Regions from separate parts of the Sus scrofa genome. Here region 1 is linked to region 2. A link is a contact called in public Hi-C data. All regions are on one chromosome and are shown on one strand. Each heading gives the region's core, a stretch centred on a gene start, on an enhancer-like site or on the middle of the called end of the contact. The rest is flanking DNA. Distances are from core to core; before and after follow the strand shown.

Region 1 (3,543 bases), core at 299-2,798, 120 kb after region 2:
CAACTGCGACAGGGAAGCTAGCGATGAGCGCAGTAGGCTGCGGTCCCCCAGCAATGAGCGGGAAAGACCCTGTCCCGCGATGCAAAAGACTAACAGGGGAGAGGAAACGCGGAAGGCGAAGTGGGGCTCCAGATAGACGGCGGGGTCATGAAGTAGGGGCATAGCGGCGGAGGGGGTGGGAAAAGGACCCACAATTTCAGAGCAGGGAGGGACGAGGGAACCAGCAACCCTTGCCTGGGGGCAAAGGTACAGACTTGGAGACGTTCCTGCCAGCCTACCGCCTGCTGCGGTGATTCCCTCCTCCTGGCGTCTGGGGTCGGCGAGCCCGAACTCGGGAAGGTAAGGCCGGAAAAACTGCCTTGTCCAGAAAGCCACTCCCCACCCACCGTCCACATCCAAGCAACCCGTTCTTTAGGAAGGGGTTACTTAAGGGGGCTTGCGTTCCAGTTTTCTGAAACCAAAAATGACTCTCCCCCCCCCAACCCCCTCAAGGCGCCAACTGGTTCTGCTTCCCTTTCAGAAACCCAGGACCCCAGGCCTTCTCCTCGCGCGCACCTTTGCAGTGAACCGCGATGGCCCCCTCGGTGTTCTCGCAGATGTTCAGGAACCTTCGCACGATGTTGTCGCTGGGTGTGCTGCCGTCGATGAAGAAGAGGTCGTAGTGCTCGAAGCCGGCGTCTGTGAAGCGCTTCGCCTCGTAGATCTTTTTGTTCAGCCTCACAACTGCAGTCACGTTATGCTTTTTGAAATAAGGAAAGTAGGCCTCGGGGGCGTGAAGCGGATAACCTAAAGGAGAGAGAGAAGCTGTGAGCCGGAGGGACGCATTTCATCTTAGGAACCCCAACACCCTTCGCAGGGAAGATCCTTCATCTCAACAGAGATCGGGAGCAAAGCGATTTCATGAGTGAGGTGGGCCCAGCAGTCTGAATAACGGAGAGAAACACCTAGGAAGGAAAGAAACCTTCTCCAACTGGAAAAAGCTCTGAATGCTGGGGAGCGCACTCCACCTTAACCGAAGCAGGCCTCTGGAGGCGCTCGGATGTGCACAGTAGGCTCGGAATAACTCTTTGTGCTTTTGGCTCCTCTTGACAAACACCTGTGAACTATGGTGAAAGCCTTTTTGCCAGACCTGCAGTTTTCATCCACAGCGCAACCCCTGCAACAGACTGCTTCCTGAGCACCTGCCATGCACAAGTCACAAGGGCAGATAATTCCCTTTAATTCTCAAAACAACCTATTAAGAAAAAAATTGTAAACCCCATGTAACAGATTACAAAACTACATGAGGTGAAGTTAGCATCTTTTTTTGTAGACCTTTTCTGTTTGGAGAACAGATGCTCAGCCTCCAACCCCCTTCTAAGGTGAGTGGGTTCAGCATCTGGTGAGTGTTCCTGGGAGCAGCAGTCGGCTGGGTTACAAACAGTTGGGCCGCCAACCAAGGTGACCAGTGGGCACTTTGCCTTGCTGGGCAGCCCCAGGGGTTAAGGGGACTAATTTCTCAGCGCACTGATTACACTGGAACTCATCCATGGTACTGGGCTCTAAGCCAGGTAGGCAGCAGCAGCCAGTAAAGTGAACCAGCAGTTTCTGTACTGTGTCCCTGGCTGAATTTTCCACGGCCTCGGATCTTGCCCTTGCTGGTCATTTCCCACCTTCTCTCAGGTCAAGCCAGCTCTCAGCTGCCTCGGCTGGGCTGCATGTATTACACTTCCCCAGCTACCTTTCCCACTGGCTTCCTGTCAGAGGGAAAAGTGAGAGGCCCTGAAGCACAAGCTGAGCAACTAGAGGCCGAGGGAGGGAGAAGGGGGGTCTCCTGTCCTCCTGCCAGCAAGGCTTTAGTGGCAGAAGGGAGGACACTCCCAGCACCAGCCTACAGCCCAGCATCAGGCTCTCCTGCCAAATGCAAGCCCAGCCCCCAGATGCAAGCACCAGCCTTCAGGCTCCCAGCACCCGCCCAGCTCCCTGGGTCTGGGAACCCCACGTTTTCTTTTCTGTCCCCTCAGCCTTAAAGGCAATAGCTATTTCTTCCTTAATATGCTGGATTTTTTGTGGGGTTTCGTTTTTGTTTTTGTTTTTTTCAGTTACCCTTTTACTTTTTAGCCTTCTCTCTGACAAATTCCTTATACTGCATTCCCTCTGTTCGAAATTAAGTAGCTTCCATTTCAGGCTGGATCCTACTGATACACGAGCTCTCTCAGATCCTGTTCATTTTCTAAACCTCATTCTCCAGCCTCCCCTTGAAGGCTGTGAGCTCCCCAATACAATTCCAGTATGCCTTTTGGGTTCCGTTGATGAGAATTGGTTCCGCTGCCTGCAACACAGAGCCCTAACTGGCCAAGGTCACACAATGACTGGAGGCAGAATGAGCAGACTGGCCTAACCGATCCACAGTACAGCTATGCTATTTTCACAAGCCATGCTGCTTTGGAGCAAACAGGTAATATGAAGCTCATTCACGATGTTCTGCACAGAAACAGTGACTTATACACATTTAGAGAAAACATGCCTTTCAACTTGGAAAAATTCAAATCTGTTTTCTTAGTTGGTTTATTTGCTCAAATCATTTTACAGCCTAAAGGGGAAAATAACTGAGGCTGGCATAAGGAAACAGGAGCTTCTCTATCATGGGAGAAATGGAAGGAGAGGACCCATAATACGTGGCACGGGACCTTCTCCTGGTGTGACAGGCTGACAAGTGCTTCTGACCCTGGGTTCCTAGCATACCTGGCACCTCTGTGGCGACTCCCATGAAATGTGCTCACAGTTCATTGGGTGTCTGTCCCCTCCCCTCCTCCACCAAGGCTGTAAGAACTTCTCTTCATATTTGAGTTTCCATCAGCAGTAAATGGCATTACAAATAATACACTCAAATCAACTATCAAGAGAAACCGTGTCTGTCTTTTGAGAAAAGAACCCTGAACAGTTATCCAAATATGGCAGTGGGGCATTGAAATAGTAACAATAACAATAATAATCACTCTAACATTTACCGAAGTGCTTACTTTGTGCCAGGTACTAAGCTTAGTGCTTCATGAATATTATCTCATTCAGCCTTACAATGGCTCAGTCCCTGTTGCCTGCGAAAGGGGACTGGCCCCTGCACACACTGCTGGGAAGAGAGAGAGGCAGCATTTGAACATTGGCAGTCAGATTCCAGGGCTTGTGCTGAGGCTGATTTCAGGTAAAGTCCAACTTGATTCAATTAGTTAGGTCTTCAAAAAATGAGACAGGACTGAACATTTGAGGCTGCACTTCCTAGAGCTGGTTGAGGAAGTTTCTTTAAATCCTCAAAAGGTCCTACTGTATAGCACAGGAAACTATATACAGTCTCCTGGGATAGAACATGGTGGAAAATAATCTTTTTTGAATGTATGTAGGTATATACACATACATATATTTGTATGACAATCACTTTGCTGTATAGCAGAAATTGACACAACATTGTAAATCAACTGTAAATTTAAAAAATCCTCAAAAGCATTTCAAATGAGTTATAACCAAAAAAAAATGACAATAACCTCCGAACAACTATTTGTGGGTGTT
Region 2 (3,240 bases), core at 593-3,092:
AACATGACACAGGAGCCAACACCCCGGAACTACTGGAGCTAAGAATTCTTTCCGGCAAGAAAAATCACATGCCCATCTCCGTGTGTTGACACAAAGGGAAACCACGACTGCATTTATAAAACCGTGTACGAAATAAGACCTAATCTGGGGTAAAATATCGAGCTAGCGTGCAAATGTCTATGCAGGCCAAAGAAGTCTAGAAAAATAGATACACTAAAATGCTATCAGTGCTGAATTGTAAGAGCGTGAATGATCCTTGTTTTCCTCTTGTATCTGAGTATGGTTTCTGAATTTTTCTAATAGGACTTTTTAAAAACTTTTTCAAAGACATCCATAAACATACCTTTTCTCTTTCCCGCTGGAATTCCCTTTCTCTTTAGAGTCTGAACACTCTATAAGGGCAACACTTAATATCATCCCTTCCACTATTTGTGGCTAAGTGGAAAGAATTCAGACTCTTAAGGAGAAACAACAACAGCAACATCGGGGTGACATGGTGTCTAATGGTGACTAGGATCGATTAGAAAAAACTAAAATTCCATTTTTGCCCCCAAAAGAATTTTTAAAGGCCCTTTAAGGTTTAAATAGCAATCTGGCTATACATGAAATTGTTGTATTTACAGTATCTGTTATCTTTGGTAGTTATAAACATAACTCGATTTTTGTCCACCAGAAAGGAAAGCATGCAGGGTTCTCTGCTTAATTCACATAACCAAACGCCTTGAAGTCTCCTAGAACTGATAATGTTTATCAGAGGCCCTCTAATAGGAATGAGGGGAAGTTTATGCATGTAACAGGCATATGTTCTCATACTGGGAAGAATTTCCAGTGGGTTGGGTATTTTTTTTTTTTCCATTGTGGAATAGAGCGATTTCTGGCAACAGCAAAACTTCAATATGCATTGACCTTGGTGGTGCAAGAGCCATGGGATCCTGGCAGTCACAAGAGAAAAATACACTCTTTGCAGGCCGTCGACTGCTTCTTCTCTGGGCGTGGGACACCCGCATCAGGCACCCAGCTGCCCGAGGGATGGGGGTGCACAAAGCAGGGGGACAGGGAAACCACCACATAACCAACCAGAGTTAACTGGACCATGTCCCAGACACTGAAAAAGTCACTGGATGCAGAAAATCACAATGTGGGGATTGAGAAGACGGGTTCTAGGGAAGTGAGTCAACAGGTATGTGCCTAGAAATCACCCCAAGAGCCAGAGTGTGCCTAAGGGTGTGCCTTGGTCACAAGTGCACAGGTGTGGCTGACACTGCTGGTCTGTGGGTCACACTCTGAGAATAAAGAGGCAGATGCCCTGGCCTCAAGCACTATTTCCACCGTTTATGGACAGCAGGTCAGTAAACGAGCCAAGAAGCTAATGCCTCCCCAGCTCAGTCAAATCTGTAAAATGGGTTAATAAGAGCCCCTGCCTGGCAGAGCTGTTGTCAACCAGGAGCATCTTCTAAAGCTTATGGCAAAACATTCGATCAACGTGAGCTCTTGTTATTAGGACAGTGTATCTAAATTTCCTGATTTCACGTTGAGGAAACTAAGGCCCCAAGCGATTGAGTGATGCTCGCACCGTCCCAGAGCCAATGACCACTGAGACAACGATGTGGCTTCCAGGCTCTCTCACGACACCAGACGGAGTGTGACCTGGGGCTTGGTGCAGAGGGTGAATGTTTTCGGCCAGTTTCAAAACCCGTGATCTTCGTGGTGGAAATAAATACAAAAACAAGCCTCCAAAGGACACAAGCATCTAATAGACTAACAACCACCACCTAGCAACACTTCTGCCGAACTGAAAGAGAACACGCTGTCCTGGGTTATCAAAACGGGAAACCAAGGTCGTGCTCAATGAGGAAACGGTTGCAGTCCTAATAGCGGAGGTGCTGGCATTGCCCTCTTTCTGGAGAAGAGGAGGAGTCTGGCTGACATTAACACACATCCCTGGGGAGGTCCCGTCGTGGCTCTGCAGTTAACAAACCCGACTGGTATCCATGAGGACAGGGCTTCGATCTCTGACCTCGCTCAGTGGGTTGAGGATCCGGTGTGGCTGTGAGCTGGGGTGCGGGTCACAGACACGGCTCGGATCCCACGTGGCTGTGGCTCTGGCTCTGGCCTAGGCTGGTGGCTGCAGCTCCGATTTGACCCCTAGCCTGGGAATTTCCATATGCTGCGTGTGCGGCCCCTAAAAAGGAAAAAAAAAGAAACAACACCGTTGACCCCCAGGCACATGTAAGGGGCAATTACGGTCACACTAGGCCTCCAATAGGACACCTGGGGTAACAGAAAGTGGTTGCCAGGGCATGGCCTGCCTTGCGCCTGCCCAGAAAGAAAGAATTCCTTAACTTTGGCTTTAATAAAGTGCACGATTGTGCATTTTTTAAAAGAACAGAACAAAGCTCCTTCTCCCAGCCAGTAGAATGTGATGTGCTTTTCAATAAAGCTGCTGAGACAAGCAAGAAAGTCTCGCCTGATTGTAAGACTAGGTCTGCTCTGAAAAACAAGAAACATGACGCTCCTTCTGCTTGGAGAAATTGGGACACAAGAGGGAAACGGAGATCCTTAAAACATTTCCAAGGAAGATCTGAAAGGAATACTTTAAGATTCGAAGGTTTCCAGTAATCGTTACATGATGTCAGAAAATTGCTTTGACGTTTACCGAATTGACAGTGTACTCCGTAAAGTTGTTATTATGATTAATTTGATTAACACAGACCCTGGCCCACAGTAAGTGCTCTGCAAGTATTTACTACCACAATTAGGAATTACTGCGAAAATTTGGTATTGTCGTAAAGCCACGGGGTTTACAGACTGGTTCAGATCTCTGTGACTCCCATGACTGTGGAGGTAAAGAAATTTGCTCCCCTAATAGGATAACATAGAGAATGAGTAGAAAATAATTTTTTTTTTTTTTTTTTTTTTTTTTTTAGGGCCGCACCCATGGCATAAGGAAATTCCCAGGCTAGGGGTGGCATCGGAGCTACCGCTGCTGGCCTACGCCAGAGCCACAGCAACGCCAGATCCGAGCCACCTCTGTGACCTACACCACAGCTCACAGCAAGGCTGGATCCTTAACCCACGGAGGAAGGTCAGGGGTCGCGCCCCCATCCTCATGGGTACTAGTCGGGCTCATAACCCTCTGATTCACAAGGGGAACTCCTGGCCAGGGTTTTTGACCTCTGTAATCAATAGAAATGGATGAAGAGGTCAGACAGGAAAATTCAGGCAAGGCTTTATTCAGGG

The links. A called contact is a pair of places that touch in the nucleus more often than the background predicts.
Region 1: a Hi-C map of liver shows a contact between it and region 2, with 1.8 times the contacts expected there. The contact joins two enhancer-like sites. A contact is called at or near these places in 1 of 5 promoter capture datasets (liver), 3 of 47 Hi-C or Micro-C datasets (fetal heart ventricle and liver) and 1 of 2 datasets of contacts at active chromatin or transcription factors (skeletal muscle).

What each region holds. Positions count from the first base shown.
Region 1 is chr4:117,700,418-117,703,960 of Sscrofa11.1, forward strand. It overlaps CDC14A (dual specificity protein phosphatase CDC14A), which reads right to left. Exons shown (of 16, transcript XR_002343573.1): 9 at 556-786. Among named protein-coding and RNA genes, the nearest start is that of GPR88, 78 kb to the left of the region's middle. Within about 2 kb of position 1,549, at least 13 of the 83 cell types and tissues checked have an H3K27ac peak or open chromatin away from gene starts, as enhancers often do. A contact at or near this core is called in liver, where this site is marked.
Region 2 is chr4:117,580,834-117,584,073 of Sscrofa11.1, forward strand. No RefSeq gene overlaps it. Among named protein-coding and RNA genes, the nearest start is that of GPR88, 41 kb to the right of the region's middle. Within about 2 kb of position 1,843, at least 4 of the 83 cell types and tissues checked have an H3K27ac peak or open chromatin away from gene starts, as enhancers often do. A contact at or near this core is called in liver, where this site is marked.